2 separate regions of the Pan troglodytes genome follow, and region 1 is linked to region 2. A link is a contact called in public Hi-C data. All regions are on one chromosome and are shown on one strand. Each heading gives the region's core, a stretch centred on a gene start, on an enhancer-like site or on the middle of the called end of the contact. The rest is flanking DNA. Distances are from core to core; before and after follow the strand shown.

What was found. Hi-C and Micro-C count contacts between places; a contact is called where the count stands out from the background.
Region 1: a Hi-C map of stem cell-derived neural progenitor cells shows a contact between it and region 2, with 2.4 times the contacts expected there. The contact joins the enhancer-like site here to the promoter of RPS10 in region 2. A contact is called at or near these places in 1 of 7 Hi-C or Micro-C datasets (stem cell-derived neural progenitor cells) and 1 of 1 datasets of contacts at active chromatin or transcription factors (stem cell-derived excitatory neurons).

What each region holds. Positions count from the first base shown.
Region 1 is chr5:40,480,905-40,486,319 of NHGRI_mPanTro3-v2.0_pri, forward strand. It overlaps ILRUN (inflammation and lipid regulator with UBA-like and NBR1-like domains), which reads right to left. Exons shown (of 5, transcript XM_016955277.4): 4 at 1-288. Among named protein-coding and RNA genes, the nearest start is that of SPDEF, 64 kb to the left of the region's middle. Within about 2 kb of position 3,152, at least 3 of the 24 cell types and tissues checked have an H3K27ac peak or open chromatin away from gene starts, as enhancers often do. A contact at or near this core is called in stem cell-derived neural progenitor cells, where this site is marked.
Region 2 is chr5:40,296,535-40,301,321 of NHGRI_mPanTro3-v2.0_pri, forward strand. RPS10 (ribosomal protein S10) reads right to left here and starts at 3,129. Exons shown (of 6, transcript XM_016955271.4): 1 at 2,949-3,129; 2 at 1,988-2,137; 3 at 1,585-1,756. The coding sequence starts at 2,137.

The DNA.
Region 1 (5,415 bases), core at 1,902-4,401, 180 kb after region 2:
TCTGTGACAGTCTATTCTGGTCTTGCTCAGTTTGGTCAGGAGCAGGAGCCCATGTGTCAGGAGCAGGAGCCCATGTGTTTTTGCTGATCGAGTCGAACTCGGAGCCCCCAGGGTCTTTTAAGTTGTTTTCATCTGATTGTCGGTTCTTTTGGGGAGAGGCAAAAGGGTTGAAGTTTCCTTCTACCTTACGATGCGGCTGTGTGTTGAACTCCGTTTCAAAAGATGACAGCTGCTGCGTTACTCCTAAAAGTCCACCCACCTCCACACTGAGAATCACCCAGATGACATCTGAAACAAAAAGGTAACTCATTTCAATGCCAGGCTTACCCTTAAAGGCCCAAGATAGCCACCACCAAAAACCCCAAACATTATCCAAACCACAGAATGAAACATTCTTCTATATGCTAGTTTTAAAAGCTTGCTAACAAAGCTGCCTGGTACATTTGCATTGCATGCATAGCTACATTTTTGGTAATGTCAAATTCAAATTCTAGTATAAATTCAGCAGAGGTCTGTGGTGAGATCCATGAAACTCTATTTATAAAAAGCTTACCAGTTGATGCCAATGCACCGTCATCTTTGGAAATCATTATTCCAGAGAACGATCAATAGATAGAAATCAAAAGTTACTCTTCCTAGAATTGGTATCTCTTTGTGGTTTTTCACTTTATTTTACATGTATTTTACAATTACGAGAATTACAACTTTATCAACGCTCTTCCCTTTGGGGGCAATTTAGAATGACCATATGTTGTCCAAACTAGGACAAATGAGAGTGAAAGAGGGACCTATTAATAATTACGCCAGGACCAGCATTTATCTAGACAAAATGGAAGATACTATCACCCTGGCTATCTTCTCAATCTATTTGACCAAAAGACACCAAGAATTTGGCATGCCTCAGACTTTCTAAAATACCCAATTTAACACCTGCTTTGCTTTTCTGTCATACAGTCATGCATTGCTTAATGAAGAAGATATGTTCTGAGAAATGTATCATTAGGCAATTTATCACTGTGTGAACATCATAGAGTGTACAAACCTAGATAGTAGAGCCTACTACACACCTAGGCTATATGGTATAGCCTATTGCTCTTAGGCTACAAATCTCTATAGCATGTTACTGTACTGTTACTTTATTGAATACTGTAGGCAACTGTAATACAACAGTAAGTATATGTGTATCTAAACGTATCTAAGGCCAGGCCAGATTTCATGTCTGTAATCCTGGGCATTCTGGGAGGTCTAGGCAAGAGGATCACTTCAGACCAGGAGTTTGAGACCATCCTGGGTGACACAGGGAGACTCTGTCTCTACCAAAAACTTAAAAATTAGCTGGCCGTGGTGGTGCTCGCCTGTAGTCCCAGCTACTTGGGGGACAGAGGTGGGAGGATCGCTTGAGCCCAGGAGGTAGAGGCTGCAGTGAGCTGTGATTACACCAATGCACTCCAGCTCAGGCAACACAGCACCACCCTGTTTTTAAAAAAAAAAAAAAATTACAGCCGTGGGTGGTGGCTCATGCCTGTAATCCCAACACTCTGGGAGGCTGAGGCAGGAAGATCACTTGAGGTCAGAAGTTCGAGACCAGCCTGGCCAACATAGTGAAACCCCGTCTCTACTGAAAATTAAAAAACTAGCTGGGCATAGTGGCGGGTGCCTATAATCCCAGCTACTCAGGAGGCTGAGGCAGGAGAATTGCTTGAGCCTGGGAGGTGAAGCCGAGATTGTGCCACTGCACTCTAGCCTAGTTGACACAGCAAGACTCCATCTCAAAAAAAAAATTAAAAAATTTAAAAAAATAGCTAAACATAGAATAGTAAAATATATTATATGAAAGATAAAAAATGATATACCTGCCAAGGGAACTTACTATGGAGCTTTCAAGCCTGGAAGTTGATCTGGGTGAGTCAGTGAGTGAATGTGGACATTACTAAACACTATGTAGACTTCATAAACACTGTGCAGTTAAGTTACACCAAATTCATTAAAAAACAAACTACAATGTTATGGAAGCTACAGTGTCACTAGGTAACAGGAATTTTTCAGCTCCATTATAACTTTATGGGACCACCATCACTGACCAAAACATCATTATGCAGTACAAGACTATAGAGGGAAACTCTACCACCTATCCACAATTAAACCATAAATGTATTTTTAAATAGATGTACCATAGGACATTTGGTCATAGTTCAGCTCTTGATTTGCTCAAGTGCCAAAGCTAAGGGTTCAAATAAAAAAAGAAAGTAGCGGTTCCTGAACCTTTGATGTTCAGCACCTCACTCCAGAGAACAGTGACACGTACATTCCTGTTGGAAGGTTTTCAAAAAGCAAAATACAGAAAGGCCAAGAAGCTTTTAACTGTGTGAACCGTACTGAACACAAATACGAAGAACTGTCTAGGCTCCTAAATAACTGTTGAAAGGTTGATAGAAAAAGGCAAATGCATTCCATCAGTTAGCTACCTAGAAATAGAGATAATATAATCCTAGAACAAACACTAAAAACAAGCAGTGAAGGAAACTAAGGAAAACTCTCTCAGGCTGTGTTTATTCTAAATTTTTAATTTGGGCTGTATATCAAAAGAAGGCAGCCTGGCTGGGCACGGTGGCTCATGCCTGTAATCCCAACACTTTGGGAGGCCGAGATGGGTGGATCACTTGAGGTCAGGAGTTCGAGACTAGCCTGGCCAACATGGCAAAACCCTGTCTCTACTAAAAATACAAAAATTAGCTGGATGTGGTGGTGCACGCCTGTAGTCCTGGCTACTTGGGAGGCTGAGATGGGAGAATTGCTTGATCCTGGGAGGCGGAGGTTGTAGTGAGCTGAGATCGTGCCCCTGCACTCCAGCCTGGATGACAGAGTAAGAGCCTATCTCAAAAAAAAAAAAGGTGGGGTGGAATCTTAAAGTATCATACAACCATAAAAACTTAGAGGTTTGGAAGCTGTATTAAGAACTGGTTGTATCCAAACAGCCAGCCTGGATGACAGAGTGAGAGCCTATCTCAAAAAAAAAAAAAAAAAAAAAGGGAATCTTAAAGTATCATACAACCATAAAAACTTAAGAGGTTTGGGAGCTGTATTAAGAACTGGTTGTATCCAAACAGCTAAGAGTCAGGCCCTAGTAAGTGGAGATGCAGTGACATCTGCTGTTCACTCCTGGAATTAGCAATTTCTTTCTCCTCTAAGAAGAGGAAATTAAAGCCACCAGCAGCAGCACTAGTATGACTCACAGGAATGTACATTCATTCCAGATACACTTATCATCAAAGAAAATATGGCCGGGCGTGGTGGCTCATGCCTGTAATCCCAGCACTTTGGGAGGCCGAGGCAGGTGGATCACGAGGTCAGGAGATCGAGACCATCCTGGCTAACAGGGTGAAACCCCGTCTCTACTAAAAATACAAAAAAAAATTAGCTAGGCATGGTGGCGGGCTCCTATAGTCCCAGCCACTCAAGAGGCTGAGGCAGGAGAATGGCATGAACCCAGGAGGCAGAGCTTGCAGTGAGCTGAAATCACGCCACTGCACTCCAGCCTGGGCAACTGAGCAAGACTCCGTCTCAAAAAAAAAAAAGAAAAAGAAAAAGAAAAAAAAGAAAAGAAAATATAAATCCCCATGTAAACTAGCAACATAAAAGTTAAACCTCTTGACTTAACACCGCACATGTAGTGTGCCACTTCCCTTGAAAATCTGGGACAGTGCCAGGAATAGTGGGTCAGAGGACCTGTGTTCAAAGCTCAATCTCATAAATCAATCCAATGAAGTGGGACAATCCAATAGCAGGCAGCCTGAGGGAGAATCATTCCATGCTCTCCTATCCTAGCTTTCTAACACAAGACAGCATTCCTTCACTCTACTATTTGTTTTTCCCAAACAGATAAGCCCTGTCTTACAATACAGGCTGAGTATTCCTAATTTGAAAATCCAAAACTTTTTGACCACCAATCTGACACTCAAAAGAAAAGCTCATTGAATCATTTCAGATTTTGAATTTTTGGATTAGGGATGATGAACTGATATAATGCAAATATTCAAAAATCCAAAAAAATCTAAAATCTGAAACACTTCTGGTCTCAAGCATTTCAGATAAGGGATACTCAACCTGTACTTTTACTCCTCCTTGTCTACCACCCATCTGTTTTAAAAATAAATTCTTTTGTAAGTACATGATAGATTTGGCACACAGCTACTAAGCTACAGTCATATGCTTCATTCTTAGCTCAGGAAGCTAAACGCTTATGAAAAAGCTATTCTGAAAGCTGTTATCCATAAATAAGACTAATGACCTACCACCACCCCTTTTCTCCCTTTAGAACTAAAGCATCTTTAGGCTGGGTGCAGTGGCTAGCACCTGTAATTCCAGCACTCTGGGTGGTTGAGGAACGAGGATCACTTGAGCCCAGGAGTTTGAGACCATTCTGGGCAACACAGTGAGACTTCTTTCCCCCTCCCCCTCCCCCTCTCCTTCCCTCTCCTTTCCTTTCTTTCTTTCTTTTTGATGTCCTTTTTTTTTTGTTAATTAAATTTTTAGTAGAGATGAGGTCTCACTATGTTGCCCAGGTTGGCAAACTCCTGGGCTCAAGCGATCCTCCTGGTTCAGCCTCTCCAAGTATTGGGATTACAGGCATAAGCCACTGCACTGGCCAAAAATGTCTTTAGTATGACTCACCAGAACTTATCATACTTAAGCCACCTCCCCATCTCTTTGCGTTGGCTATTGCTCAGCTCTGTACATAGATTCTACATAGTAGCTATAAAAGGAAAGTCATTTGAGAAGCCACTGATTTATAAACACCAACAATAAATATCAGTTCTGACCCTCCTAAGTTACTGCTGCAATGGGTCATCATGAACAGCAAAATACAACTTCTACGTGGTACAATCTCAATCATCTTGTACCACTTCTAGACCTTATATTCCAGAATGCGTTCACCCCCTGCCTACTGTATTATTTTTAATCAAACAAATGAAAAAGTAAAGAAAAGGTAAAGATGGCCTAATAAGCTTGTTTCATAGACAATGACCATTCCCAATTCTTACCAGAATGCCTTGACTACTGAGATAAGAACTAGCTGCTAGCCAGATACTTTACCATCTGTTATAATAAAACCACAAGTGGAAGAGATCATCCAATGAAACTGCTTCATTTTCTAGATTTAAAAAATCTGAAGTCTAGAGGTAAAAGTGATGAGCTCAAGGTCATAATTTAAGTTAAAGCAGACTGAGAACACCCAGCTTTTAGTATAGCTTTAAAAACTCACACCTAACAGGAACGTGGGAACCCAAATACCCAGGGAACTAAAGCTATGGTTAAGTCAGTCCCATTTCCCAAGCCATAGTATCTTTACCCACAGACATATGATCTTTGGCACCAACAGGAAGAATGGACCACCAAATGTCCCAGAGAAGTAGC
Region 2 (4,787 bases), core at 1,879-4,378:
ACAATTTAATCAAGTATTTTCTCTAGCCAGTTACCTTGGAACTTACCCGGAGTCCATATGATTAGAATATGAACTATGTCTCCTTTTTTTTTTGACACAGTGTCTTGCTTTGTTGTTCAGGCTGAGTGCCATGGCCACAATCACAGCTCAATGCAGCCTGGAGTTCCTGGGCTTAACCACAGGTGTGCACCACCATGCCTGGCTAATTTATTTTTTTGTAGACGGAGTCTCACTATACTGCCTTAGCTGGTCTCAAACTCCTGGACTCAAGTAGTCTTCCTGCCTTGGCCTCCTAAAGTGCTGGGATTACAGGAATGAGTCACTGCACTCAGGTAGAATGAACTCCTTTTAGAGCAGAAATAAATTAATCATGTAATGAGTGGCAAAAACAAATGTCAGGCCCAACTAAATCAGAATATATCAAGCACAGATAGGCACTGGTATTTTTTCTCCCAGGAGATTCCAAGATGTAGTAGACAACTTTTGCTAAAAAGACATATTATGGGCTGGGAGCAGTGGCTAACGCCTGTAATCCCAGCACTTTGGGAGGCTGAGGTGGTGGATCACCTGAGGTCAGGAGTTCGAGCCCAGCCTGGCCAACAGAGTGAAACCCCATCTCCGCTAAAAATACAAAAATTAGCTGGGTGTTGCTCTGGGCGCCTATAATCCCAGTCTCGGGAGGCTGAGACAGAATTGATTGAACCTCAGAGGTGGAAGTTGCAGTAAGCTGAGATCGCACCACTGCACTCCAGCCTCGGCAACAGAGTGAGACTGTCTCAAAAAATTATGTCTACCTAATCACCAGAATCCCTTGGGGAGCTTTCATAACGAATTCCTGAGCTCCATAAGGTAACTCTCCAGGGGAACCTGGGCCCTCTGATGATCACATTTAGGAATCTGCGCAGTTTTTCACCTCAACCTATGCTCTCTGCAGCTCCTACAGAGTTTTGTAACAAAGAACCATAACCTAGATAAAATACAGGCCAAGCACGGTGGCTTACCACCGCACTCCAGGCTGGGCAACAGAGCAAGACTCCGTTAAAAAAAAAAAAAAAAAGCAACTGTGAGCTAACAATGATCCCAAGAATCAGAAGATAATTCTCCTCACACCACACATGCATGCATATCCTTTCACATCGTGGTATACACCATCCGTTCTCCACTCGTTTCTAATTTTTTCTCCTGTTGGCAAGAAAACTACAACACTCTTGTTTCTTTCGAGGTGGTAAATGGCTTTGCTTTGGACTTCTCGGGAATAGTACAACGCACTCTGCTGGAAAAGTTACTCAATATTCTATACCACATGTATCTGGATGTTTGTACAGGTGTGGGTGAAGAAAGTGACAGACTATCTGTGCTTAAGGCCATCTCATGGATGGCTTGAAGAACTGAGTCTAGTTCTATTCCAAGTCCCAAGCCATGGGACAAAGGTTCTAGCACTTGACCAAATGCCTGCAGGCCAGAGCCCTCTAAAGCTGACATCAGCTAAGAATGCTTTTGTCCCTTACACAAAAGAAACTATCTTCAAATAGCTGAAGGCATTTGTTTGGAAACCATCTGAAGGCATTTGTTTGGGAACCATACCTTTAGGCCGAGGCCTGCCAGTCTCTGGACGGCTACGGCGTAGGGTGGCAGGCACAATCTCCGGGGGCAGATGAAGGTAATCACGGAGATACTGGATACCCTCATTGGTAAGGTACCAGTAGAAATGTCTCCAGGCAAACTGTTCCTTCACGTAGCCTCGGGACTTGAGAGACTGTAAGGTAGAAAACTACTGTTAAGGCGTTAAGTAGAAGCTTGGATCATCCTAGGCAAGTCTCCAGTCCCAGCCAGCCCTTCAAGTTACCAAGCAGCCCCCGCAGTCCTGACCTCCCTTTTTGAACTTGCCTTGAACCTTAGGGGAAGATCCCTCCATCCCATTCCATCCCATCCCGGGATGGGATCCCGGGGAGGAAGATCCATCCCATCTTCCTCCTCACCCTCCTACCTGCATGGCCTTCATGACATGAAGGTTGGGCACATTCTTGTCTGCCAGCTCCGGGTGCTTAGGCATGTGGACATCCTTCTTGGCCACCATGACTCCCTCCTTAAAAAGGAGTTCATAAATGGCAATCCGGTTCTTCTTAGGCATCAACATCTGCAAGAATGAGACGATTGTCAAGAGCACTTCTGAGTAACGAGGCCGGGGCCTGGTAATCAAGTTCTTGATCCTAAAGTGACCCACACAAAACCGTAGACAACCTGCTGGTGGGAAGACTCAACTCCACAAAACAGATTCGGCAGAGGCCAGCTCCGTCAGTCCCCACCCCCAAACACAATTCAGGTGGAAAAGTTGACAGTATGTTAAAACCAGGATAGTGGTGCACATTCGCGCCAAACTTCCTTAAGTTCTCATCAATTACAAAGGTCAATGGGGGGGGAGAGGAGCAAACCCTGTATTATCGGGAGCAGCTGGAGGCCATCAGCGACCGTACCCAGCGCGGAATCTCGCGGCTGTACCATAAGGTACGCAGGGAAGGCCCGGAGGGGTAAAGCCCCGGCTTCTTGAAGGCGGCAGACCCCAAACCGAAGGGCTAAGGCCTTCGCACCCTCGTCTCCTACCTACCACTTCTCCCCCAAACTAGAGCTCCAGTGCCAGGCAAGGAGGCAGTCGGGGGAGTCCTGTTCCGAAGAAAAAAGCGTGTCGGTGGGACACCGTCTCGCTAGTCTCACCTGGCAAGTCTCCGCCACGCACTGGCTTCATCCTCCCCCTCTCCCTCGGACAACCCTCGCCTACCAGCGGCCCCCTACCCCATAAAATAAGCCTCCAGCCCCTATCGCTACTCAGAAATCGGTGTGTGGGGAGTGGGAGAGAGGCCCCCTGCCCGCATCCTGGGGAGGAGCAGCCGCTAAGGCGGCAGGATAGCCCGGATGGGAGCCGATGGAACTCGAACTCCACAGAAACTCACCTCTGCGGCTGCAGGGTCCGGTACCGGGGCTGGAAAAGAAGGAGCATGCGCGGTGCTGCGTCTCTTCCGGGCTGGCGTGGACCCGCCCCCCGCCAGGACCCGCGGGGAGCCTGGGGTGGCCTCGGCGGTGCCTGAAGAACTGGCGGATCTGACCACAGAGCCTGACCGCCTGAGGGACTCACGCACGCACTAGTAAACCGCCGCCGGGAACTTCTGAGCTTGCGTGCTCTATCAGTACAGGGTCACTTATTTTGGGCTGTCGTTTTAGAAACGCTTCTTCTTTTTTTCCCGCCCAAAATCTATTATGCAAGTGATATATGCTCTTGGAGCAAGAAAAGAGAGAGAACATATAAATCAGATGACGATAAAAGACTAAAAACATAATCCCATCAACCAAAGAGAATAGCTATTAACATTGTGGTATACACTTTTCCAAATTCATATGCACTCACAGAAGTAGACTTTTTTTTTTTTTTGATAAAAAACAGAGGCCGGGCACAGTGGCTCACGCCTATAATCCCAGCACTTTGGGAGGCCGAGGTGGGCAGATCACAAGGTTAGGGGTTCGAGACCAGCCTAGCCAATGGTGAAACCCTGTCTCTACTAAAAATACAAAAAAAATTAGCCGGCGTGGTGGCGGGCGCCTGTAGTCCCAGCTACTCGGGAGGCTGAGGCAGGAGAAGCGCTTGAACCCGGGAGGTGGAGGTTGCAGTGAGCCGGAATCATGCCACTGCACTGCAGCCTGGGCGACAGTGAGACTCTGTCTCAAAAAAAAAAAAAAAAAAAAAAAAATTGACTCAGCATTTTGGGAGGCTGAGGCAGGAGAATTGCTTGAGCCCAGGAGGTCCAGACCAGCCTGGGCAATGGTGAGACTTCAGCTCTACAATTTTTTTTTAAAATTAACTGACTGTGATGGTGCACGCTTGTAGTCCCAGTTATTCAGGAGGCTGAGGCGGGAGGATCGCTTGAGCCAGGAAAGTGGAGGGTGCAGTGAGCCGGGTTCGTGCCCCTGCAGTCCAGCCTGGGTGACAGAGCAAGACCCTGGCTCTATTTAAATTAAAAAAGAAAAAAAAAAAAAGAGGCTGGGCGCGGCAGTTCAAGCCTGTAATCCCAGCACTTTGGGAGGCCAGGGTGGGCGGTTCACCTGAGGTCAGGAGTTCAAGACCAGCTGGCCAACATAGTGAAACCCCATCTCTACTAAAAATACAAAAAAATTAGCCAGGTGTGTTGGCGTGCGCCTGTAATTCCAGCTACTTAGGAGGCTGAGGCAGGAGAATCGCTTGAACCCCGTATGCGGAGGTTGCAGTGAGCCGAGATCACTCCACTGCACTCCAGAGCTTGGGCGACACAGCGACACTCCGTCTAAAAAGAAAGAAAGAAAGGAAAGTGGGGCCGGGCGCAGTGGCTCACGCCTATAATCCCAGCACTTTGGGAGCCCGAGGCGGGTGGATCACCTGAGGTCAGGCGTTCGAGACCAGCCTGGCCAACATGGCGAAATCCGATTTCTACTAAAAAAAAAAAAAATACAAAAATTAGCCAGGCATGTTGGCGGGCGCCTGTAATCCCAGCTACTTGGGAGGCTGAAGCAGGAGAATCACTTGAACTTGGGAAGTGGAGCTTGCAGTGAGTCGAGATTGCACCATTGCACTGCAGCCTGGGCGACAAGAGCGAAACTCCGTCTCAAAAAAAAAAGAAAAGAAAAGTGGACCGGGCACGGCGGCTCAGGCCTGTAATCCCAGCACTTTGGGAGGCCGAGGTGGGCGGTTCACCGGAGGTCAAGAGTTCGAGACCAGCTTGACCAACATAGTGAAACCCCGTCTCTACTAAAAATACAAAAAT